Regions from separate parts of the Sus scrofa genome. Here regions 2, 3 and 4 are each linked to region 1. Evidence: chromatin contacts called from public Hi-C and HiChIP or PLAC-seq data. All regions are on one chromosome and are shown on one strand. The core of a region is the stretch at or near the end of the contact, and the rest is flanking DNA. Distances in the headings are between cores, read along the strand shown. Region 1 holds the start of DBNDD2 (dysbindin (dystrobrevin binding protein 1) domain containing 2). Region 2 holds the start of PCIF1 (phosphorylated CTD-interacting factor 1). Region 3 holds the start of UBE2C (ubiquitin-conjugating enzyme E2 C). Region 4 holds the start of STK4 (serine/threonine-protein kinase 4).

Region 1 (6,055 bases), core at 2,434-4,933:
GAACAAGTGCCAGCCCGTTTCATGCCCGAATTCAGGAAGTTAGTTCCAGCGCTGGATGGCAAAACCGGTGATACTCACCAGGTGGGGGCGTTGAGGACGAAGGACATGGTGGAGAGCCGGCCTGGAGGGGTGGAAAAGCCCAGGATCTGAGGGGGAATCACAAAGGAAACATGTTGGAGAGGGGAACTAGGAGCACCCCAGGCTCCAGGACCCCAGAAGCCCTCCTAAGGGCCACAGAAGCCAATATGCCCCTTCATCTTTACAGCGCTATTTCCAACAAGGTGCATTCAGACATGTATCACTGTACGTCATCTGACCCCTCAGAGCAGCCTGAAGGGATCGTTATTCTCATTTTACAATGGAGGAATAAAAGTTCAGAGAAGTTAGGTAACTCACCCAAAGTGATATGGTCAGTAAACAGCAAGGAGTGAGGTCTACCACAGGGTTCAGTAAACTATGGCCCCAGGGACCAGGCACTCATTGTAAATAAAGTTTTATTGAAACGCAGCCACACCTATACATTTATTATTGTCTATGGCTGCTTTTGTGCTAAGGGCAGAGTTGAGCAGTTGTGACCTAAAATCTTTACCATCTCAGAGCTCCCTGGTGGCCTAGAGGGTTAAGGATCTGGTGTTGTCACTTCTGCGGCAGGGGTTCAATTCCTGGCCTGGGAACTTCTGCATGTGCAGGCAGAGTCAAAATAAAGTTAAATTAAATTTTTACAATCTCGCCCTTTAAGAAAAGGTTTGTTGACACCCGAGCAATACCAGCAATTGAGGTTTCCTCCCAGGAGGCAGCTGCCTGTCAGCATAGCTCAAACATTTGTGAGCAGCAAAATCCAGCCTGGGAAGGTGGTGGTGTCCATGCAGCCCACCGGGCCTACTGCAGAAGCTCCTCAGCCAATTGTCCTTCAAAGAAGGGCTTTTGGAATTAGTTGATATCACAGCCACCAGTGACACCGAAGAGATTCAAGATTTGATATCTGCAACAGCTCACGGAGCCAGAATGGTACCTCAGGTCTTCATGGGTAAAGAGGGCACCGATGGATGCACTCATCTAGTGCGCATGCATGAGAGGGAAGGGAGCTGCTGACTCGCCTGAAGCAACATGGAGTTCTGAAATAATTACAGAGCAGACCCCAAGCTGATAGCCCCCTGGAGGTGGGTGGCACTGCAGATAAACGACAGTACTTCCTGGTGGATGGACCTGGGGCTACCTTCAGCCAGCTGCAGCAACTGTTTACTTAAAATTCTGGAACATGTTAACCCAAATCATTGGTTTGGGGCAAGACCAGATTTTTCTTCTGACTCAGTATTAAAAGTGGATCAACTTGCCCCCCTCAAAAAAAAAAAAAAAAAAGAAAGGTTTGTCAACTCCAGTCTAGAATTTAGGTAGGGTGCATGAGACGGCTTGTCAACAAAGCCCCAGATCCCCACATGTCCTTCCTAGGACAGAGGCTCCTAAGAAGGGACTACTAGGCACCTGGTGGGTGTGTGTAACCTCCACCATTTTTGAAACAATACTATCGAATATCAGATGTCTGCACACTTTCAGCCTGTAAAGGCCTTTCACGTTCATAATCATATTTCACAACAATCTCATAAAGCTATTATTATTGTTATTCTTATATCTTTTTTTTTTTTTTTTTTTGTCTTTTTGTCTTTTCTAGGGCTGATCCCATGGCACATGGAGGTTCCCAGGCTGGGGGTCCAGTCGGAGCTGTAGCTGCCAGCCTACGCCAGAGCCACAGCAACACTGGATCCGAGCCACGTCTGCAAACTACACCACAGCTCACGGCAACGCCAGATCCTTAACCCATTGAGCAAGGCCAGGGATTGAACCCGCAACCTCATGGTTCCTAGTTGGATTCATTAACCACTGAGCCATGACGGGAATGCCCTTATCTCCCTTTTGCATAATAACTTGCACAAGGGCCACACAGAGAATAGGCATCGGGAAGAAAGTCCTGGTTCCAAGAACTGTGCTTATTACCATATACCACAGCTGCCTCTCAGAAGCAAACACCCTTCAGCTTACATGTTATTTATTTATTTTAATGATTTTTATTTTTTAATTATAGTTGTTTTTTTTTCTTTTTTTAAAAAAATTTTAATGATTTTTATTTCAGCTTATATTTTATAAACCACTTTTTTTTCTTTTTGGTTTTTAGTGCTGCACTTGCAGCATATGGAAATTCCCAGGCTAGGGGTAGAATGGGAGCTGCAGCTGCCGGCCTGCACCACAGCTACAGCAACAGCAACACAGGATCCCAGCCACATCTGTAACCTACACCACAGCTCACGGCAATGCCGGATCCTTAGTCCACTGAGCAAGGCCAGGGATCAAACCTGCATCCTCGTAGATACTAGCTGGGTTCGTAACCCACAACGGGAACTCCCTAAAGCACCCTCTGGGCCTCAAAACATTTTGTTGAGGATTACTGTAGTCCAAAGAGGAAATAAGTTTAGAAAGGTGAAATAACTTGCCCAAGTCCCACAGTTAGAATGCTGGGGTCTAGACTGGACCCTAAGCTTTTCTGAATCCAAAGTACAGGCTCTCTGCAGTCTGCCACCTTTCTGATACTGATTTTATGATTTTGCAGACAGGAAAACTGAAGTTCAGAGAGGTGAGGATACTTTCCCAAGGTCACATGGCTAATACATGGGAGTTAAACAGAGTCCTGACTCCAAAGCCCAGGTAGTTCCCACTCTACCTCCGTGAATGATCTTTTATCCATTCCTCCCTCCCCAGTTTGATACCTGGAAATCTAGGGCTCAGAGAAGTGAAGTCACTTTCTCAGTGTCAGCAAGGAGATGTATCAGACTGCCTGGAACGCAGGTCTGTTTATTCTAACACCCAGGGCCTTTCCTTTGTACCAGTCTGCCTTCCCGTTATGAGTCATTCCATTTTACGGATGGGGCAGCCGAGGTTCGGAAAGTGATATCCCTTTCCCAGAGCCACAAAGTGAGAAGGTAGCCCAGTGAGGTCTACAGCCATTAGTGACAGACCACCTCGTGAAGCCGAGACCCCGCCCGCGTCGGCCCAGGGACCCTACCTCGGCGTCGAACATCTGGTCCAGCGAGGGGCTGCTGCGCACCAGCCCGTCCACCAGCGCCAGCCACAGGCCTAGCGAGCCGTAATAGACAGTCTGCATGAGGACGATCTGTGACAGGATCAGCAACGGGTCCCACACGTAGCTGCGGAACTGGCCCGCCATGCCGGCTCGCGGGGCACTGCTGCCGCCCGGGCCTGGGTCAGCGCCGCCGCCGCCGCGCCATGGGCCCCGGGCAGCCCCGGCACCTGCGAGGACACACACACGCCGGGCCTCAGCCAGCCGGCCGTCACCATGGCAACATCGCCCCGCCCAGGAGGAGGGGCTGGGACGGAGGGGGCGAGCCCATTCCCGGAATGGGGGGGAGGGCAGGACGGACAGACCCATTACCGAACTGAGGGGAAGTCCTGCCCGTTACGGCTGCTCGAGCCCCGCCCGTCCTCGAGCTTCTCTGAAGTTCACTCACCAGTGTCGGACTCGAGAATCAAAGCGTCCGAGTGCGGCCCAGTCTCACCGGCTGGCCCCCGAAGCAGTGCTGACAGGCAGAACCATGGAGAAGAGTCCCTACAGGCCTAGAGAGGCAAAGCTCCAGCGGCGGCCGAGGCAGCAGCGGATACGTAGGAAGGAAGCGTTTCCGGGAACAGCGTAGGGGGCGGGGCTGAGATTGCGCAGGCGTAGGGGTGCAGTCTTCGGCGGAGCCCCCTAAAGCAGGGGTGGGGGCGGGTTTTAGGGCGGCCCCGAACCGAAGTATGCACATGCGCACAATAAAGAATGAAGGCGAACGGAAGTGAGGCGTGAGCGCGGTGGAGCTTGCGTGCCCTCTAGAGGGGGATCTTGGGGAAAGTAGGGTAGCTGGGGTGGAAGATAGAGGGGTGGCCGTGGGCGAGGGAAAGTCTGGGAATTAAGGGATTGATTACGTCGACTCTGTTTTCAACCTAGATTCCCAGCGTTTTCTTTCGCCTAAAGTCCGGGGTGACTTAAAATGAACCTGCCAGCAATTCCACACATGATTTCGCCCCTGTTTCCTTAGATAAAACTAAGGGTCAGAGAAGGAAAGCAACATACTGTCTCAAAGACAGTGGCAATCAAAATTAGAATTCAGCTGTGCCCAACACCACAGCATTGATTTCGGGCCTATAGAGTGGTTAGGAAGATTTGGACACTTTCAAATGAAACAGCTCTGCTCTCAGACAAACTCACTGTGTTAGAAGGCAAAGTACTGGGTGTTTTATAATGTATCCATTTATATTTATATATCCATATGTATTTATTAAGGGGGAGGAAGCAGAGGTTCTGAATTCATACCTAGAAGCATATCCACATTCTGCCTGCCACCCTGACTGTGAGCATGTCTTGCTCACCATGACTTCTCTTCTGAGTCTAAATAGTGTGGACAGTCAGTAAATATTTGCTGAATGAGTCAAGAATAGAGAAAGGGCAACAGCAAATTGATGAATCATTTCATTCCTGCCTCAGCGGACCAAAACCCCTCAATTTCATTGATCCTAGGTTTTCCTTTTCCGGAATGGAAAGAAGGGAAGTAACTGGTTCCAGGAAAAAAAAAAATCCAGGTTTTAGAGCCTGCTGTACTAGTTGTGTGACTAGTACACTTCCTTCTTTAAACCTCAGCTTCCCTGTTTCTGAAACGTAAAGTTAGACAAGATTAATGTTTTACATCATTTAATCTACTCTCCTTTAATTACTTCCCAGTTAAAACAACTTTATCAAAGACCCATGTCACTTGCACATCAGAATTTCTGAACAGCATGTGATAAGCATGATAGCACCTTGAGCTGATACAATTTCAGACAAAAGTAAAGAACCTTGATACTCTATCAAGAGTAAGTCAGGATTCCCATCATGGCTCAGCAGTGACAAATCCGACTACTAGCCATGAGGACACAAGCTTGGTCCTTGGCCTTGCTGAATGGGTTAAGGAGCCAGGGGCATTGCCACAAGCTGAGGCGTAGGTCACAGACATGGCTCTGATCTGGCGTTGCTGTGGCTGTGGTGTAGGCCAGCAGCTACAGGTCCAGTTTGACTCCCAGCCTGGGAACTTCCATATGCCGCAGGTGCGGCCCTTAAAAAAAAAAAAAAAAGAGGATGTGATTTCGCTTATTATTTGGAAATGTTGTAAACAGTTCCCTTGGACTCCAGTTTGCAAGTCATTAAAGCCCAAAGACATGAGGTGCTTTCCAGCTCAACTGTTCTTTTAGGCCCCTCAGTTGAGCTCAGCAAATCTCTCTGGTTCATGGATGACTCAGATGATTTAATGTTTCTGCGAAAATATCATGTTTGTTAAGTATCTACATGATCTTATTTATTTCTCACAATCCGGGAAGGTAGATATTCCCTACTTTTTTTTTTTTTTTTTTTTTTTTTTTTTTGTCTTTTTATCTTTTTGCCTTTTCTAGGGCCGCTCCTGACGCACATGGAGGTTCCCAGGCTAGGGGTCTAATCGGAGCTATAGCCACTGGCTTACGCCAGAGCCACAGCAAAGCGGGAACCAAGCCGTGCCTGCGACCTACACCACAGCTCACGGCAATGCCGGATCCTTAACCCACTGAGCAAGGGCGGGGATTGAATCCACAACCTCGTGGTTCCTAGTTGGATTTGTTAACTACTGCGCCACGACGGGAACTCTGATATTCCCTACTTTAAAGGTGAGGAGGAGCTCCCTGGTGGCTCAGTGAGTTAAGGATCTGGTATCATTATTGCTGTGGCTTAGGTCACTGCTGTGGCTCAGGGTCAATCCCTGGCCTGGGGACTTTTGCATGCCATGGGTGGGGCCAAAAAATAAATAAAGGTAAGGAAAGGGAGACTCCAATAAGGAGTGTGACTGTACTAAATCAGAGAGCTCAAGGGAGACTGAGCTGGGATTCAAACCCAGGACATCTGACTCTAAACGCCAAGGTATCATTCCAGAATTAAGGGGAAAAAAAGTGGAGAAGAAAAGGAAGGACGGAGACAGTGGTGGGGTAGTGGAAAGAGGAAAAGGAGCAG
Region 2 (6,055 bases), core at 2,198-4,697, 430 kb before region 1:
CAGGCCCAGTTCAGCTCTCTCCAGCACTAAGTTACAGTACTGGGACTCAACAGGAGCCCTGTTCATTCTGTTGATGTTTACAAAGCACCAGCAATGACAGACAAAACAGAACTGGGTCTGCCCTTGAGAAGCTATTCCCATAAGAAGAAACAGTAACTCCTCCCCTCTCCCCTTCCCATCCCCACAGCACAGCCCAGGAAGGGACATGGCATCGAATTAGATGCCTTGTTCTAACTCTAGAGCAGGAAGCAATGGGACTAAAAGAACCAATGGGACTGAGAAGGGATACTGGTTTCAGTCCTTCATAATTCACAGGTGACAATTTAAAAACTAGGAAGAAGGTCAGTTCCTTCTGATGTGTATTCCCTATTATTCCACCCAAAGCACACCCAGCACACGCCTCAATGGCCAAAGTGGTTCCTAAGCTAGCTGTTAGACGCCAGGGGCCAAGTGAGGTCAGACTGGTGCTCCTAAAGATGTCTGCCATGTCACAACCCCCAGAAGAAATTGAACATTTGCCCACAAAAAGACTACAAAGGCACATTTAAACAACAGTTATCTTTGCTGTTGAAAATTTTATCAACTCATTGTGGTCACACTGATTCTCCCATGCTCATCAGAAGCTCTGACTGGTTGTTGACAACATCATTACAATCACTGGGTCGTTCATTTTATTGTACACTCATTCACTCATTCAGAGATGCCTTGGTCAATTTGGAAGGGGAAAAAATGAATGGTTACTTTGCACAGTTTGGCGGATAAAAGTACAGGGAGCAAGAAAACTTACATACAACAAAAGGGGGCCAGGATAACGAAAAGGTTTGGAACCACTGACCAAGGGAGCTGCCTTGGTTCTCTGGGGAGGAGGAATTCCTGATGCCTTGGGGCTGGGCCCACCGGTCTCAAGGCTGAACGAGGTCTCACTTTCTCTCACCCTCTGGGGTCTGCAATGCTAGCATGAGAGGATTTTCTTCTCCAGCCGGATGGACCCCCACGTCACAGGGTCCCACAGAGGCAGTGGGAAGGCCTGCAGGAAAGCTCAGCGCAGGCGGGTGGGCTGGTCAGCAGTGGAGTGGACGGGGGCCCAGGGGATTTCTTGCATCAGCAACTGCAGAGCAAAGAGAAGAAAAGAGAGTCGCAGACCTGTGAAATGGTGCAGATCGGGGGCAACAAGATGGCCACTGACACAGAGCACGTCGGGAGCCCCAAGGACACACTGTGGGAGATCTGGGGATTCGGGAGAGGAAACGGTAGTTCCCAAGCTTCCCAACCAACAGGTTCACCTTCACAGACCTGCAGCCTGCACAGTCCCACAGAGCCCCACGTTGAGGAGGTTTAATGCTCTGCTGTCACTGTCTTCAATTTTTTTTTTTTTTAAATGAGAGTTGCAACATTTACTTCAGGTCCTCTCTTGTTTTTTGTGGGATTTTTTTTTTTTTTCTTTTTTGCCACACAGGCAACATGTGGGAATTCCGGGGCCAGGGATTGAACCTACACCGCACAGCAGCAACCAGAGCCACAGCGCTGAGAACGCAGGAGCCACAACCCGCTAGGCCATCAGACAATTCCCTGTCTTCAAATTTTTAATACCTTTTTTAACGAGGGGTCCACACTCTCACCTTGCACACTTGACCCTACAAATTGTGTTGCTGATCTTGCTAAGGTACCCCATGACAAGAGAAAAGTGAACAAACATACAGTTTCAAGGTGGGCACAGTTCCAAGCCACCCAGAGTGAGTGAAAAACACATGTGAATCAGGTTTTCAATTTTAAAAAATAACAATGCATGAAAAGTGTTATATAACGGAGCAAGTTCACCTTTATTGAAAAAATATTTTCCATAAGAAACACTGTGAGATACTGATGCAGCAGGCAGATGAACTATGCAGAGGCGGCACAAGCTGCATTCCTTAGTGAGGCCAAACTGGGACACTGCAGTGTTCCCAAAGCCAGCTCTGTGCATCAGAACCATCAGGGAACGTGTTAAACAACCTCGGATTCCTGTCCCTCATTCCACATCTTAGGAGTCAGAGATGGGGAGGGGAGATACACAAGAATTTGCATTTTTTAAAATGCGCCACAGGAGTGAGACTGAGAGACCAGATGATTAATTTCTTCACATCATTTTAAGTCTTTGCCAATTTTTTTTAATGACTAAGGAGTTTTTTTTTTTAATTTCCCAGGTGATGTGGATGCAGCAGGTCAGCAGCCAAAGTACCAGTTCTGGGTTTGAACACAACCGGGTTCCAGACCCTTCTGCCATTTTCCAATTTATAAACCAGAATCACTCAACCTCTACAGTCTCTATACGTAGAGCCTAGCATACTGTACACTCTAAGAGATAACGACTATTACTAAAATAACGTCTTTATTAATCCCACGCGTACCGCAATTTGCCGACCAGCTTTAGGATAAACAACTGTATCTGCGCAACCAAAGAACCCACCAGAAAGAAAAGAGCCTGAGTCCAGGATTGGAGAAAGATGAGGCGGGATCATTTCAGTAACGCACCAATCAGAATACTCCAACCCAGTAGGGAGGAGTCAAAGGCCTCGCAAAGTGCGCAGGCGCGGGGGCGCGCGCTGAGGGGAGGCGCGACCCCTAGCGCGCGCACCTTTTCCCTCCCACCCCCCCGGGGGGGCGGGCTCTTTCGGCGCGCGCGCGCCGGCCCATCTCCCGGCTCCGCCCCCCGCCCCGCCGCGCGCTCCCGCCCCCGGGCTGAGGCGACTCAGAGTCGGAGCCCGACACAAAGGCGGTGGCGGCGGCAGCAGCGGAGGGGCCCTAGAGGCTGCTCCGCCCGCGCTCTCCGGACCGAACTCCCTCATCCAGGCCACCGGCCCGACCGCCCACCCTTGGGCCTAAGATGGCGGCGGCGGCAGAGACGGGGCAAGCGGTAGCCAGGAGTGGAAAGCGCCGGCGGGGCCACCGCCGCCTGGCTTCGGACTCCCGGACCCTGGCGCGGCTCGCGACGGGACCATGGCTTCCTGGGGCTCTTACCTGCCCGTAGCGGACTCGAGGGGACGCGGTTACACGTTCTGCTCGACCGCCCGTTTTGCCGCCTCCGCCTCGCCCTCCCCAGCGCCGCTGCCGCCATCTTGTGTCCCGGGCCGGGACTCCGCGCTGCGCATGCGCTGGTACCGCCTCTGAGGGACCTCGCCGCTGCCGCTCCGCCATCTTGAGTGTGGCAGGACCGGCCAGCTCCTTGGACCCTGCTCGCTTTGGGCCCCCCTCCCCTTCCTTCCGTTCTTCCCTGCTGTTTCATGCAGGTCTAGGGTGGAGGAGGGCAGCTTCGCGGGCCCTGAGGCGTGGACTGAGGAAGGAACGCACTCACAAGCACGCTCCTTGCCTCAGTTTCCCCCGCGAGCACACCCACTGGTGCTAGCGGACCTGGGTGGGCGGTGCGCTGGCTGCGTCGGATTGAGTGTGCGCACCAGGGGGCGTGGGGTGGGTTTGGAACCTGCGGGGGGCTCGGCCCAGATACCTCCCTCAGGGCGGAGTCCTGATGACGTAGGCTCTGTACCTATGGAGGAACCTGGGTCCTAGCTCCCGCACGGCTCTGCTGCCTCCGGCCGATCGCTTGCCCTCTCTGGTTCTCGGTTCAGAAAGAATGTTTTCCAACCTTTTCCCATACCCAAGCTGCATGCACATCGAACCTTCTCCCGTAATAAGGCTGCACAAGTTTTAAGAGCCCCTGCGTAGAAGAAATTCAAAACAACCATATGTGGGAGACATGTAACAAAGCTTTTGGTAAAGTTAGGAAATTGTAATAAGCTAAATGCATCAGAGGACTTTCTAACTCTGACATCAGTGGTTGCTAGTTGCAGCACAAAACCTCTCTGAGACCTCAAACCGGCCACAAAAGTTAGCCTAGCAGGAGACTGGCAGTCACTAGGTGCCCCGTGCCCAGCGGCCTGCCGGATTCTTTGGTAAGGTCTGGCAGAGTACTCACTAGCTCCACTCCTGGTCTCCCCAGTAAACTCACCTCCCAGTGAAAGCTTGAGAAGAAGAAAGCCTGAGAGGAAGGAAGACAAGCTTGCCACCTGCTGTTCGCCTTGTGCTTCCCACGTGGAGCCAGAGGCTGCAGTTACCCCAACTGGGCCTCCCCGGGTGTCCCTGATGCCTGGTCCATGCAACTTGGTGGGGTAACGGGAGTGCCAACAAAACCCGTGGCTCAGTGGGTTAAGACCCGGGCTAATATATGCGAGGATGCAGATTCAATCCTTGGCCTTACTCAGTGGGTTAAGAATCCAGTGTTGCTGCAAGCTAAAGAAGGTCGTGGATGGGGCCCATATCTGGTGTTGCTGAGGCTGTAGGGTGGGCTGGTAGCTAGCCCTGATTGGACCCCTAGCCTGGGAACTTGCATATGCCGCAGGTGTGGACAGTAGGGGAAAAAAACAAAACAAAACCGAGGCAGTATTGTGAACAGAACTAGGGTTCCCATCAGTCTAACGGGGATCAAACTCTTGCTCCTCCACCCTAGATGTGTGGCCTTGAAGGAGCTGCTTGACATCTAAGTTTTCATTTCCTCTAACAGACCACAAATCCGCCTACCTCATAAAGGCTTGGTGTGAATTAACTGCCGAGTACTCAGGACTGTATCTGGCACTAATACATGTTAGCTATTATCACCTCATGGGGTTGGGGAAATTGCTCCAAGTAGATCTGAACCTTCTAGAAATAAACCAGCTCCATAAAGGCACGGGATGTGCAGTGATCCTGCCCTCACAGTGAAAACTGTTCACCTGAGAGGCTTGACAGGAAATCAGATCCAGGTCCCCACTTCAGACTGACACTGGGGGACTGCATGCCCTGCTTTGCCCAGGACAGTCTTGATTTATGTCTGTTGTGCTGGCATACATTTTTTCTCCACAGGTGTGGCATAGGGAGGTTCCCAGGCTAGGGGTTGAATTGGAGCTGCAGCTGCTGGCCTACACCACAGTCACAGCAATGCAGGATCCTTAACCCACCGAGTGAAGCCAGTGATTGAACCTGCAACCTCGTGGATACTAGTTGGGTTCATTACCACTGAGCCACAATGGGAACTCCCCGACATAATTATTAATATTGCCTCCTTTCTCAAAAGGGCAGTGGTTTGAACAATAAATTATATGGTCACTCTAGACCTACAGAATGCCCAGTTTTACAGGCTTGCCATCTAGTTCCTTCCATTGGAGTGTAAAGGGTATACAGCAATCGTTACCTATTCTTGGAGTTCCCGTTGTGGCTCAGCGGTAACGAACCCAACGGGTATCCATGAGGACACGGGTTTGATCCCTGGCCTCATTCAGTGGGTTAAGGATCTGGCATTGCCATGAGCTGTGGTATAGTTTGCAGAGGCGGCTTGATCTGGTGTTGCTGTGGATGTGGTGTATCCTGGCAGCTGTAGCTCGGATTCGACCCTAGCCTGAGAACCTCCATATGCCATGGGTATGGCCCTAAAAGACAAAAAAAATCTTTACCTATTTTTGCTATTTTTGAATGTATTTTCTCATTCCTAGTTTAGGTTCTCTGAATTGATTCTCAAAGCCATAAACATCCCCAGTGCATATCCAGCTTTACCATGTGTAAAGTATAAGACCCCTGAGAGTAGAAATGTTTATATCAAATCTACCCATGAGGAAACTGAAGCTGGGAGAGGGGGCGGGGCGAAGTAATTGCACAGGTTCACAGCCAGGAAGTAAGGGAACTGGGTTTGGGTTTTTGTTTTTGTTTTTTTTTCATCTTTCTAAGGCCACACCTGTAGCATATGGAGGTTCCCAGACTAGGGGTTCAATCAGGAGCTGTAGCTGCCAGCCTACACCACAGCCACAGCAACTTGGGATCCAAGCTGTGTCTGTGACCTACACGACAGCTCACAGCATCATTGGACCCTTAGCCCACTGATCGAGGCCAGGGATCGGACCTGCGCCCTCATGAATACTAGTCAGATTCATTTCCCCTGAGCCACAACGGAAACGCCTGAGAACTGGGATTTTGAGCCCAGAGTTCTTGACACCAAAACCCAAGACTGGTTCCTAAAACCGCATTGCTTCACTGTCTTGTGGAGAAGGGAATC
Region 3 (6,055 bases), core at 1,704-4,203, 330 kb before region 1:
CACAGGGAGAGAGCTGGACAGCCTGGGTCAGGGCTCCTGGCTGGAGACCTGCTTGGAGTAGGTTTCCTGCAGGTACTTCTTAAAGGCTGGAAGAGAACGAGGAGGTCTCAGTAAGCCATGGGCACAAGGGTTAAGGTTGGCAAGAGGGCAGCAAGGATACAGCTGTGGGAGGAGTTTGGGGGGTTGGGGAAGGGTTTCCCAGCCCAACAGAACTGTCCCCCGGCTGCCCACCCAGCTGGGGAGGAGACTTGGGGCCCTCAGCAAGCAAGTTGTTCGCACAAAGCTTTGCCTTCTACTGAAAAAGCCCCTCAACCTACATGAATGCGACAAATTCTGATTTTATAGCAAACAGGCAAACCAGAAACACCAAGGCAGAGGTGGAACTGGGTTACCTGGTTGAACCCCCCCCACCCCCCAGTCATCCAGACACATTCCCAAGTCACTGGAATCCTTCAGTAGCTGGGGGGAGCCTTTGATGGTTGGGGAGGGATGGCTCGGTGCCTGAGAAGGATGAAGGACCCACCTGTGGGGTTTTTCCAGAGCTCGGCGGCATGTGTGTTCAGAGGGCTATCGATGTTGGGTTCTGTGGATGGAGACAAAGAGCAAGGTCAGGTCGGGGTAGAAGAGGCTAGAAGAGGCTGTCCAACCCGGGAACAGGCTCCCAGGTTGGGGGGGAGAGGCCGTCTCCGCAGTCACCTCCGAGCAGGCTCTGGATGGAGAGCAGGATGGTCCTGACGTCATACAGGGCGGACCACTTGTCTTTCAGGATGTCCAGGCAGATGTTTCCTTGGGTGTCCACGTTGGGGTGGTAGCAGGGCGTGAGGAACTTCACTGTGGGCGCGTTGTAAGGGTAGCCGCTGGGGAACTCCAGAGAGAGCTTATACCTCAGGTCTTCATATACCTGGAGAGAGAGAGACTGGGGAGTAAGCCTCTTTGCCTGAGCCTCAGTTCCAGCTCAGGCCCCACGTAAGGGGCTTGTCAAGACCCCCGAGTTTGTCTGGGACTCGGCAGAAGACAAAGCATTAAACTGGTGGTGCCTTCCCGCCTAGCTGGTGGGACATTGCGACCCTTTGGGCGAGGGCCCACTGGCCTAAACCCTCAATTGCCCTTCATTCTTTTCCTTGCCGTCTGGCCCCTGGAAGTAGCTAAGATGGAGACCCCGCCTTACTGCGCGGATGGAGAGCAGGGCCACAGGCTCAGGGCTCCAGGAAGACACAGGGGAGTGTCCCACCAGGTGAGAAGACTCAACGCAGAACTGGCACCTGGATTTCACCTCCCACCTCTCCCCAGACTCTGCAGAGTCACCCTCACCTACTCCGACCCCTACACTTACTGTGCCGGCTGCTCCATGGATGGTCCCCACCCATTTGAAAAGGTTGTCTGACTCAGGGAAGGCAGAAATTCCTTTGTCGCCAGACATCTGGGGAAGAAACACAACACTTGCTGGGCTGAAGAGTGAGTGTGCTCTTGCAGGGGAGGGTGTGGGTGAGGGAGCCCCTGCCCCTTAACCTCATCACATCTGGACCCAGAATGGAGCAACCAGGCCAAATTGATTGATAGGCTCTTCTGAGGAAGTGGGGAGATCCTGGGGGCTGAATGTGCCCCCCGGGAGGACTGGGATTAGGTTTATCACCAGCCTAAGAGGGAGGGGTTGTGTGGGGGAAGAAGAAGGCAGCTTTGTATCCACAATTTTGCTGGTTGCTGGGAATTCAATTTGACATGCCATTGAGTGCTGGTTGGACACAAAGCCCAGAGACTATTCACAGGCTGGGAAGATAAACAGCGTGGGCACTGAAGGATTTGAGTTGAATATCCAGGGTTAATGTAGAAAAGACTGGCCCGAAGGAAGCATTCCAAGGTAGGATGGGATTAGAAATATTTAGGATGAAGAGTTGGGTGTAGGTAAATTTTAGGACAGGGAAGTAGAGCCAGGAAGGACAGAGGGAAGGCCTCGTAAGAGAGCTGTACTTTAAGGATAACTTCTTTGTGGCAAGATGGGACTGGGAGTAAAGATGCCTGGGGGGAAGATGTGTAGGTGGGGTGTGTTAACTTCTTCCCAGAGGAGAGCAAGCTGGACTCATCTTTTTACCCCATGCCTATCAAAGAGCCGGAGCTAGGAAAGGAGGCTACTGATAAGTGACTGGGAGGTGGGAGGGGAGACCAACTGGTTGGGTATCCGGGCACCAGTCACTTACCATGAGGGTCATCAGTTCCTGCTGTAGCCTGTGAAAAGAGCATCTGGGGGTCATCTGAGAGTCCAGGGCTCCAGGAGGTGCATCTCTTCCCATCCCAATCTCTCTGGAGCAGCTGTCACGGAGGTTTCCCTCTACCCTGAGGTCGGACTTAGCTGTGGGCATGGTCACCCCCATTTCCACAGGGGGGTCTTAGTGAGTCCACACCCTTCCTAATGCCAGGCTCCCGGAAGGAGAGCTCTGGCTTATTCTTAACCCCTAATTCTGCTTCTCTGGCGTCTCTCTCTGTGCAGGATCTCAATTTCTCACCTTCTAGCCCCCTTCCCCGCCGCCCTCCAGCCAAGCCACAGAGGGTCCCCAGGGCATCTTCATCTTGGCTCATCCACGGAGGATCCTGGCAGCATCCCTACCCCTTCTGTCGTCCTTCAGAAGTAGGCGATCTCCTGGCGTGTACCTCTACCTCTCATACCTCAGCTGCTCCAGGAGAATGTGGGGGTCCCCGGAAGTCTTTGCTCTGGGCTTCAAATGCCTAGGGCGTGCCAGGCCCGGCAAGTGTTCCCTCGGCACCACTCACCTCTTGCCCACGGGGCCCCGAGCGGCACCCCCGCTGGGCTCGGCTCCTTTACGGGCGGCCGCGAAACTGGCGGCGGCTGGGTCGCGGTTCTGGGAAGCCATCTGGGCAGCGCTGGGAGGGAGACAGGATCTCAGGGTATCCGGAGACCACGGCTGCAACTGCAGGGCCGCGGTCCCGCCCGCCCGCGTTTGAATTGTAACCCTCCGGAGGTGCCGGCCAATCAGTGGCTCGCTTGGGTTTAATCCAGCCAATGGGGCGCTCTGTCACTGCTGCATCCACCCACCAGCGCACCACTATTGGGCGGCTGGATCCCTCTTCAGATGGGCGATTGGTAAGAGAGGCTGTCATTAACTAACGAATCTGTAGTGGATTGGTGGCCTTTGGAAAACGCCGACCATTAAATGGCCTAGAAGACATCCACGTGGGATGAATCCCTTGGCTACTACCGCACGCCGGCTTAGGACTCCCTGCTCGCAGAAGGGAGGGTCTCCGATTTCGGGGCCCTGGTACTTATCCCCCAAACCGGATACCCCAGCTCCTCCACTTGTTATTAATGTCCTGGGCACTTTGGTTAGGGCCTTAAGGGTCTGAACCGTCAGGCGAGGGTAAAAACTAGTGGCCGAGGGCCAGAGCCAGAGACCCCCTACTGGAAAACAGGTTCAACGGTGGCCTCTCCAACGGCTTCCTGTGCTACCCTAGGCACTTAATTTCGTGTTTTAACCTTAAAACGGGGGTAATAAAAGCCGCCTTACATTTTCCTGCTGGTTTGTCATCAAATGTCCATGATCCCAGCCGTCACATTCTGCTACTCCCATGCCTTAGTTGGGTGAGGAGATAAACAGGGACAGGAAAGGCTGGCAGCAAGGTACAGGCTGTTCCCAGTTTCTCACGGAGCAGATACGCACAGGCCACTGGGCTTCCTGGGATGGGGGAGGGGTGCTTGGGCCTTTATTCCCTACACCCACTTCCTCTAGGGAGAGCCCTTGATATTTTGTCAGCCCCCAGAGGCAGACTTCACAGCAGGCTCACCATCTGTGTTTATTACAAACTGTTTAATTGCTTCTTATCCCAAAAACTTTACAAATATAGAACCACATGCCAGTCTGGGGGTGCTCTGCAGTGAGTCACTACAAACTAGCCCAGGCATAGCTTAATGCTGCTGAGATCCATCTAGAAGCAGTCCCAGCAGTGACCTCAGCCATGTGGGTAAGAGGGCCTTAAAGGAGGGCTGCCAAGTGTAGCCAGGGGACCTGGCTTCAGGTCTGTGGAGGTGCTTCAACAGCGCGGTGCTCGTTCTCTGTCCGTAGTGTCTCCATGTACTTTCGCATCTTCTCAACCATCCAGGAGGGTAGGACAAAGGACTTCAGCTCCTCTAACTTCAGGTCCAGGCATCCTCTGGGACAGACATTGAAGAGGAGAGTTGGAGCAAGGGAAGATGTAGGTCCAGGCTCATCCCAGGGGCTACTGTGAGGCAGGGGGAAGGGTAGGGGACAGACCGCTGGTTTTACCTGTAGTCATCGCTGGCAGCGAGGTCCCGGATGTCCTCCTCAATGAGGAGGTAGGCCTGGGGCAGGAACAAAGGAGAGTGGTCACTGCCTATGATTCGTTTCATTCCAACTCAATTAACACTTTATTAAACGTCTGCTTAAGGTAAGGGCTAGAAGGGAGGAGTGGAGTCATAGCTTGTAATTTAGCAAGGGAGAGCAAGAAGGGAGAGGCTGTCTGGGGAATAGTTTCTTGAGATAATTTTTCTTTCAAGTAGAGACTAATTTATGGGCCGGAGAGTGGGGATTACTGACTTATTTTTGGCTGTCACCTCTTTAAAAAAGGGCCATGGGGTGGCTTACAGTGAAAGAGCCACAGAGCTAGCAAAATAAACATGGAAACAGGAAGTCAGGAGGAAGCCACGTGTGAACTCTTGAATGAAGATAATTTGGTTTTGAACTTCATGGCAAAAGGGAAAACACGATAAACCACACTGTCTAGTAACTGGGCTATGCTGTCCTGGGGCCTGCAGAACTGCTCTGGCCCCAGGCCGCCATCTGCAGGGGGAGGGAGCCCGCTTGTGAGGGCTCTTACCACATGGGGGATGTTGATCACATGCGAAAGTCTTCTGTGGAAGACATTTCTTTCCAGTGTGAGGGTCAAGAGTAATTGTGTGTCCCCTGAGTCATACGACTGTCTTCATCTTAGGGGCACTGTGAACTATGAAACAGATCAGGTGTCCTTAAGTGGGGCCTGGAGCTGAATTTGTAAAAACCTGTAGAAGGGCACTGGTCTCCCAGGCTGGCAAGTAATCCCATGCCATTCCCCACCCCCACCCTCCTTTTTTAAAACCAGTCTTGTTTGTGGCTTATTTTAGATCCTGCTTTTCCTTTTCTCCCTTTTTCTTATTTATATTATGTGTCAATGGTAAGCTTCCTGATGTCTTTTTTGAAAGAGTATAGCATAGACACCAAAAGATAGCTTCCACTGTCAGAAAGGAGATGGCATAGTGGTTTCTGCGACTAAGTGAATCCTCAGGTGGGGACACTGCATGTGATGGACAAATCCCTCCATGACAGTTTTAGGACACGTGCAATGAGGATTTTCCTAAGGTGGTTGCTTGATATGAGCTGAGAACACTTTAGGTAGAGGTGGTTCTGGAAGGGGCTGCCAGGTGTGGCAAGCAAGTTTCACTGCATGTGCTAATTCCTCCTGCCAAGGGCTAATGCCTGGTACCCTGTGGAGAAGAAATGGTACTGTGCCTGGTGAAAGAGCTGCGATGGAGGGAAAGCTGTCAATGGGCAGCACAGGAGGGGTGGGCAGTGTTGCGAGCGTCCTGTACGCTTGTATGAGCTACACAGGAGGGTGCTGTTGAGATGGGGAGGGGGCACGGGGGAGGGAAGCCAGAGATTACAGTCTGGTCTTCGGTGTGGAGGGCCCTGCCCAATCTCCCAGGGCTGGGTGGGTCTCCGGCAGGGACAAGTGAAAACAATGCTTACCATCTTCCCCCCTGTCGCCCGCATGTGATGCTGCTCGGCCAGCCAGTGCTTGTCCTGGGGGTCAGCTGCGTACTGTAAGGGATGAAGTCACAGGGGGAGATGTCAGCCTGGTGTGATGGGCTTTTCTTTGGTTCAGACAATAGTCTTGCCCCTGGATACTTCTTACCAACAAGACCTCGTCCTAGCCTGGTGGGTGTGGAGGGCTCACCAACCTCTTCAGAGCCAGTAGAGCCAAGCCTAGGCCAGGCGACGGGACCTAATTCCCCAAAATTTAGTACACTCCTAATTCCTGCTTATGTCCTTTC
Region 4 (6,055 bases), core at 1,473-3,972, 300 kb after region 1:
TGCCATCTGAATCTCCGAAAAGAGACCCACATCTTTTCAAACACCAATAAGAAGTAGTTACAGGTTTGGCTAACCTCTTTCTCCCATCCTAGAACTCTTATAAGGGCCATTTTACTTATGTATGCTTACCCTTCTTTCCGCATATAATTTTTATGGGTTATGACAAACATTTTATAATATAAAGGAAGTTTTTAAATGATAATAAAATCGATGTGCCCCCCCCCACTGATCCCCTCAAATTCATGTTAGTCCTAACCCCCAATACCTTAGAACCTGATTTAGAGATAGGGCCCTTAAAGAGGTAATTAAGGTAAAGATGAGGTCATATGCATAGGCGCTAATCCAACATGATGGGTGTCCTTAGAACAGGAGATGAGGCCACAGCCAGGTACAGAGGGAAGATTATGTGAAGACAGAGGAAGGAGAAAGCCATCTGCAAGCCAAGGAGAGAGGCCTCAAAAGAAACAACCCTGCTGACCCCTTGATCTAGTCTCCAGATCTGTGAGAAAATAAATTTCCCAGTTATTTAAGTCACCCAGTCTGTGAAACTGACAAGGCAGTCCTAAGAAACTAATAAGATGCTAATAAAGTTAATTGGCTGCAAATTAGGCAGTTCACTAGTTATGATGAGCAGAAAGCACCAGTCATTCAGCCCTGCAATACTTTTCTCTTGCACACTTAATGAAATATTTAAAAGGTCTAGGAATGAGCCTGTCGAAAACCAAAACGGTTTACTCTTTTGCCCAAGATTACACAACATAAGACCAAAGTAAAAACTAAACTCAGATTCCCGATTCTCTTCTCAATTAAACCAGGGCCTTGGAGAAAGAATGAACATTCAGGAAGAAATATAACCATGTCCATTTATCACTGGATCTATGGCACTAGAGCAAATATCTGCTAACGTATACAAGGCTTTGTGAAACAGGGGTACTTCCAGAGAGGCATCAGAGTGAGGCAGCTAACAGCATGGACTTTAGACCAGACTGCTCGGATTAAAATCCCAGATCTGTCACTTAGTAACTGAGAAACTCCTGTCCAATCACTAGCCTCTCTGGGCTCAGTTGCATCACCTGTAAAATACAGAGATACAGGTGATAGGATTGTTGTGAGGGTCAAATGAGCCAATAACAGGTTGAACCATATGAAACCACTATTTTTACACATCAAAATGGCCAAATATCAGCAAATTCATACGGTTCAACAGGAGACATGGAGAGCACTAAGAACAGTGTCTAGCACCCAGTAAGTGCTGTGAGTTCAATGTCAGACTCAGCACGCTATATGATGAATTATGAATCCATCCCAACCAGCTATTTGCCTTCTGCACTGTTTGTACACTTCAAACAAACCCATGGGCGCAGCCCCGGCTGTCAATCCCTTCCTTTCACCTCTCCTTTGCCCCATACTCCCACACACTGAACACTTCCTACTTTAGAGCTCATTCTACTGCAGGAAGTCAGAGGTCTCTGCGAAACAGAGGCAAACTGCACGGCACCTCAATCTCTACTCTCGATTCTTCTCCAGATGTGGCAGAGTGCTTTAAGACTCTGGCATCCACTGAATAAATCATTGACACAAATGCAACCCCTCAGGAGGTGAGACTTTCTAGGATAGGCTACCCCCTCCCCCCCCATTTTGTTGTAAAACAACTCCAGGCAGCAGCAGCCTTTGGAACCGACGCAAAACAAGAGAGATCTGAAAAAGGCAAGTCTGGCCGGGTCCAGTGACCCAGATCAAGAGCAAAGAAGGAAACATACAGGACTGTGTCTCAACTCTTCTGGGCCTCAGTTTGCCCATCTTGAAAATAGTCTCACAACGTTGTAAACCAACTATACTTGAGGGAAAAAAAGAAAAAGAAAATTGTCTCTTACTTCCCTATCTACCTCCCAGTGTCAGATGTAAAGAAAATTAGGAAGACCTTGGACATCAGGAAGGAAAGGTGTCATTATCTTAGAGTGGAGACACTACCAAAAACATCTTCCTAATGCTGTCCTCCATGAAGCCACCCTTGCTTGGCACCCATTCTCAACCTTTCTTGGCACATCTTCAGTCTCAGGCGCACAGCTTTTCTCCTCAGCAGATCCTCCCCACTGCACCCGTTGGGCGGGACTCGGTCCCTTAGAAAGTCTACCCAACCCTTCTCTCTCCTTGTTCCTGATCCATCCCTTAGACAGATCCCCCCTCGTTGGTTCTCACCCAGCTTCAGCATCCTCTCTACCTCAATGAGTCCCTTCTGGTATAGTAGCCCTCACCCAGCGGCAACCCCCGCCTTCAGCAGGTGCTTTCCCTAACTTGTCCCCACGTTCCTCAGCAGTTGCTCCCCCCGGCTGTCGCTCCCCTCCTGCCAGGCTGTCCCTCCAAAAACAAGTGATCTCTAACCAGCCCCATGTTTATCCCCCCTCGTCCAGACCCCCGCCGGCCAGGGGTCGCCCATTCAGCAGGTGCCCCATCAGCCCGGTCGCCTGGCCCCGCAGGTCCATCTGCTCCACGGGCTCACACACCCATCACCCCTCCGGCCGGTTCCCGCCTTTCCCTCCCCGCCCCCCTTCCTCTTGACCAGCGAGCGGCCTCTCACCGGCGCGGCGGGTTCCTCAGCTGCACCGTCTCCATGGCGCTGCCGGCAGCCGCCCAGACCCGCTCAGTGCTCCATCCTCCCCCGGGACTTCTCCGAGCCCGCCCCGCAGACCCTCCCACACTTCCGCTTTCCGCCCCTACCGGAAGCGGCGAGCTGCTCAGGGGAGGGGCGGGGCCGCGAGGGCCGGGCCTGGATCACGTGGTGCGGACTCGAGTCACGTGGCACGCTGGGGCGGAACGAGGAGGCTCGGAGACAGCCTTGGGGCACGTCGTCAGGCAGACTGGAGTCTCGGCGGCGTTGTTTCTTGCGGTGGTGTTAGCCCGAGACACTTGGTCCCCCAGACCTGGAACCCATCGCTGCCTCGGGCCGCGCCTCTCATATCTCAGACGGAGATACTGAGGTTTCTTGCGAAGCAACATACTTGATAACAACTGTCGATTCTTAACCAGCCAAGTTCTGCGCGATTCCTGGGAAGCACTGCTCCAGGGACTCCCAGAGGTATTTATGGTACTCTACAGGTCTGAACTAATTGAATTCCTGTTCCAGGTGGAAGCTCGAACGTGCGAAACCGCTTCGTGGATGTAACAGAGCATCAGCCTGAAAATTGCTCCACCCTCTTGACAGCCTCACCTGTGTACATAAAAAATAGCTATTATTTTTTAAACTCTTACCATGTACTGGCTTTCAAGTGTTGTTTCATTTAATCCTCATATCAAGCCTGTAACGTTAACCCCAATCTTCTCTGCTAATTTTTTGACACTCTTACCATTACCACGTTTTCATGCCCTACTAATGCTAATTCATTTAATACTCTTAAGGCTGTAAGGTGCATACTTTTGTTGTTCTCGTGAGGCCAGAGAGGTGAAGCTCAAATAGCTAAAAGTATAGGTTTGGGGAGTTATATCCAGATAGACCTGATTCCAGAGCCTGCACCATCAAACTAGACAGTCACTGTGGACCCTTGGTTGGGCATGAGATTCAGAGCTTCCTGTCCCCTCAGAGCTCCAGTTCCAGTTATAGAAATTCATAAATCCTCGGTTGCCACCACCATCAGTGAATATTAAGAAAAAGGAAGATTCCGCCCAATTCACTCATAACGTTACCGGAGAAAATTTACCCAAAGCAACCTCTCACCATTTTTAATTGTCCTGTTTTTCTCAAAGCATCTTCAGAACAACACCTGAGCAACCTCTCAGGGCGACCCAGGTATGGACTCCATATGCTAAAAATGGAGTAACAGCAGTTCCCATTGTGGCTCAGCTGCTAAGAACCTGACTAGTATCCATGCAGATGCAGGTTCTATCCCTGGCCTCACACAGTGGATTAAGGATCCAGCATTGGTGCAAGCTTGGCTTGGATCTGGCGCTGCTGTGGCTGTGGCATAGGCCAGCAGCTGCAGCTCCGATTCAGCACCTAGCCCAGGAACTTCCATATGCTGCAGGTGCAGCCCTAAAAAGGAGGGGAAAAAAAAAGCTAAACATAAATTTAAAAAAATAATAAGGAGTTCCCGTCATGGCTCAGTGGTTAACGAATCCGACTAGGAACCATGAGGTTGTTGGTTCGATCCCTGGCCTTGCTCAATGGGTTAAGGATCCGTCGTGACCGTGAGCTGTGGTGTAGGTTGCAGACCCAGCTCAGATCTGGTGTTGCTGTGGCTGTGGTGTAGGCCAGCGGCTACAGCTCCGATTTGACCCCTAGCCTGGGATCCTCCATATGCTGCGGGTGCAGCCCTAGAAAAGACAAAAGTAAGTAAAATAATTAATTAAAAAAATAATAAAGCCATACAAAAAAAAGAATAACAGGCATTCCCTGATACAGTTGGAGAACGTGTTTATAATCTACTATGTGCCAGGCGCAATCCTAGGCTAATACTTCATCTTCAAAACAGTCCCACGAAGTAAGAATTATTATCCTCCGTTTACAGGTGAAGAAGCTGAGATTCACATATATACAGCTAGTGAGAGCAAAGGTTTTAACCTAACAGTTTTCTGACTCCACAAAATCCACATTTTATTTGCCACTTTGCTCTGTTAGGAATCTGGGCAAATGGCAGAGGGAACCCTGGGGAAGTTAAGATCAGGAAAAAGCTTCCACACAGTTTAGGAAGTCATGGTGGATCCGTCCTGCAAGAAGTCACCTCTGTCCTCTGAAATCCCCTAGCACTTTTCCTGTATTTCCCCTGTACTTTTAACCTGGTGTTCAGACCCTGCTGCCCACTGAATTTTTGCCTCCGTGAAGGGCAGCTCTGAATCTAAGCTCCCACTGTGTCCACACAATAAACATTTTTTAAAAACAAATGTTAACTTACCAGTGCACAATGTCAAACATCCTTCCTTTGTCTGCTTCCCAGGATCTTTCCAGAAGATGGAGGGGTATTAAGGTCACCCTCTTTTTCCACATAATATCCAGCCCGGCACTGCCCCATAGAAATTTCTGCAGTGATGGAATATTCTACATATGGTCAAAACAGTAGCCACTAGCCACATGTGGCTATTAGGCACTTTAAGTGTGGCTAGTGTGATTAAAACACTGGGTTTTTTTGTTTTTTCTTCTTTTTTTTATTTTTTATTTTTATTTTAGGGCTGCTCCTGCAGCATATAGAAATTCCCAGGCTAGGGGATCTAATCAGGGCTACAGCTGCTGGCCTACGCCACAGCCCCAGCAATGCCAGATCCGAGCTGCATCTGTGATCTACACCACAGCTCACAGCAACGCCAGGTCATTAACCCACTGAGCAAGGCCAGGGACTGAACCTGCAACCTCATGGTTCCTAGTCGGATTCGTATCTGCTGTGCCACGACAGGAACTCTGGATTTTTTATTTAATTAATTGATTTTCATTTAAATAGCAAACCTCAGCCAACTGTAATATGCTAATAGCCTAAGAGAAAGGACCGATGAGCAGGGCTACTCATGCTTCATTCATTCAACACTTACTGAGCTCTTTGTGTCCGGGACTGGGCTAGGATCTGGGTATATGACAATATTTAAGGCATTTGTGGGTCCTAGCATTTTTGCAGTTTACAGTGTAATAGAACAGATAGTTATTAGATAATTAATTAATTAATTTAGTGATAAATGGTGATAGAAAACAAAAACATGAGCACCTAACCAAGTCTAGTAGGATCAGGAGAGCTCTGAGAAAGCCAAACAGTCATTCATTCAACAAACATATGCCAAGTATCTGCTGTGAGGCAAGCACAGTACTAGGTGTCAGGCAAGTTTCTACCCTCACAGATCTCATAGTAAAGTGGGAAAGATAGTAAACAAGCCAAAAAGGACCCGATGTATAATATGGCTGATATTTAAAATTACATGAAGAGAAACAAATTAAGAGTATGGAAAGCGGGGCGGGAAGTAATTTAGATTAAGTGATTGAGGAAAGCTTTTCTGAGGAGGTGATATTTGAACAGAGATGTGGCTGAAGTGAGAGAGTAAGTCACACTAATATTTAAAGAAAGATTGTTGAAGGAAGAAG

What was found. A called contact is a pair of places that touch in the nucleus more often than the background predicts. HiChIP or PLAC-seq counts read pairs in DNA pulled down with a chosen protein or histone mark.
Region 2: a contact with region 1 is called in a Hi-C map of skeletal muscle, with 16 times the contacts expected there. The contact joins the promoter of PCIF1 here to the promoter of DBNDD2 in region 1. A contact is called at or near these places in 2 of 5 promoter capture datasets (fetal liver and liver), 3 of 47 Hi-C or Micro-C datasets (heart right ventricle, liver and skeletal muscle) and 1 of 2 datasets of contacts at active chromatin or transcription factors (alveolar macrophages).
Region 3: a contact with region 1 is called in a Hi-C map of heart right ventricle, with 3 times the contacts expected there. The contact joins the promoter of UBE2C here to the promoter of DBNDD2 in region 1. A contact is called at or near these places in 1 of 5 promoter capture datasets (fetal liver) and 2 of 47 Hi-C or Micro-C datasets (heart right ventricle and skeletal muscle).
Region 4: an H3K27ac HiChIP or PLAC-seq map of alveolar macrophages shows a contact between it and region 1. The contact joins the promoter of STK4 here to the promoter of DBNDD2 in region 1. A contact is called at or near these places in 3 of 47 Hi-C or Micro-C datasets (embryonic fibroblasts, heart right ventricle and skeletal muscle) and 1 of 2 datasets of contacts at active chromatin or transcription factors (alveolar macrophages).

Annotation. Positions count from the first base shown.
Region 1 is chr17:47,683,848-47,689,902 of Sscrofa11.1, reverse strand. DBNDD2 (dysbindin (dystrobrevin binding protein 1) domain containing 2) reads right to left here and starts at 3,683. Exons shown (of 6, transcript NM_001243672.1): 1 at 3,519-3,683; 2 at 3,056-3,300; 3 at 79-146. It overlaps SYS1 (protein SYS1 homolog), which reads right to left and starts at 3,719. Exons shown (of 4, transcript XM_005672967.3): 1 at 3,519-3,719; 2 at 3,056-3,300; 3 at 79-146. The coding sequence starts at 3,217. It also overlaps the pseudogene LOC106506694.
Region 2 is chr17:48,117,655-48,123,709 of Sscrofa11.1, reverse strand. PCIF1 (phosphorylated CTD-interacting factor 1) reads right to left here and starts at 3,447. Exons shown (of 16, transcript XM_021077371.1): 1 at 2,998-3,447; 2 at 935-1,108.
Region 3 is chr17:48,015,301-48,021,355 of Sscrofa11.1, reverse strand. UBE2C (ubiquitin-conjugating enzyme E2 C) reads right to left here and starts at 2,953. Exons shown (of 6, transcript XM_013985422.2): 1 at 2,767-2,953; 2 at 2,196-2,223; 3 at 1,334-1,420; 4 at 697-901; 5 at 524-583; 6 at 1-86. The coding sequence starts at 2,867. The coding sequence ends at 28. It overlaps DNTTIP1 (deoxynucleotidyltransferase terminal-interacting protein 1), which reads right to left. Exons shown (of 13, transcript XM_001928813.6): 11 at 5,751-5,822; 12 at 4,275-4,330; 13 at 3,788-4,161. The coding sequence ends at 4,023.
Region 4 is chr17:47,384,261-47,390,315 of Sscrofa11.1, reverse strand. It overlaps STK4 (serine/threonine-protein kinase 4), which reads right to left and starts at 2,722. Exons shown (of 11, transcript XM_021077860.1): 1 at 2,579-2,722.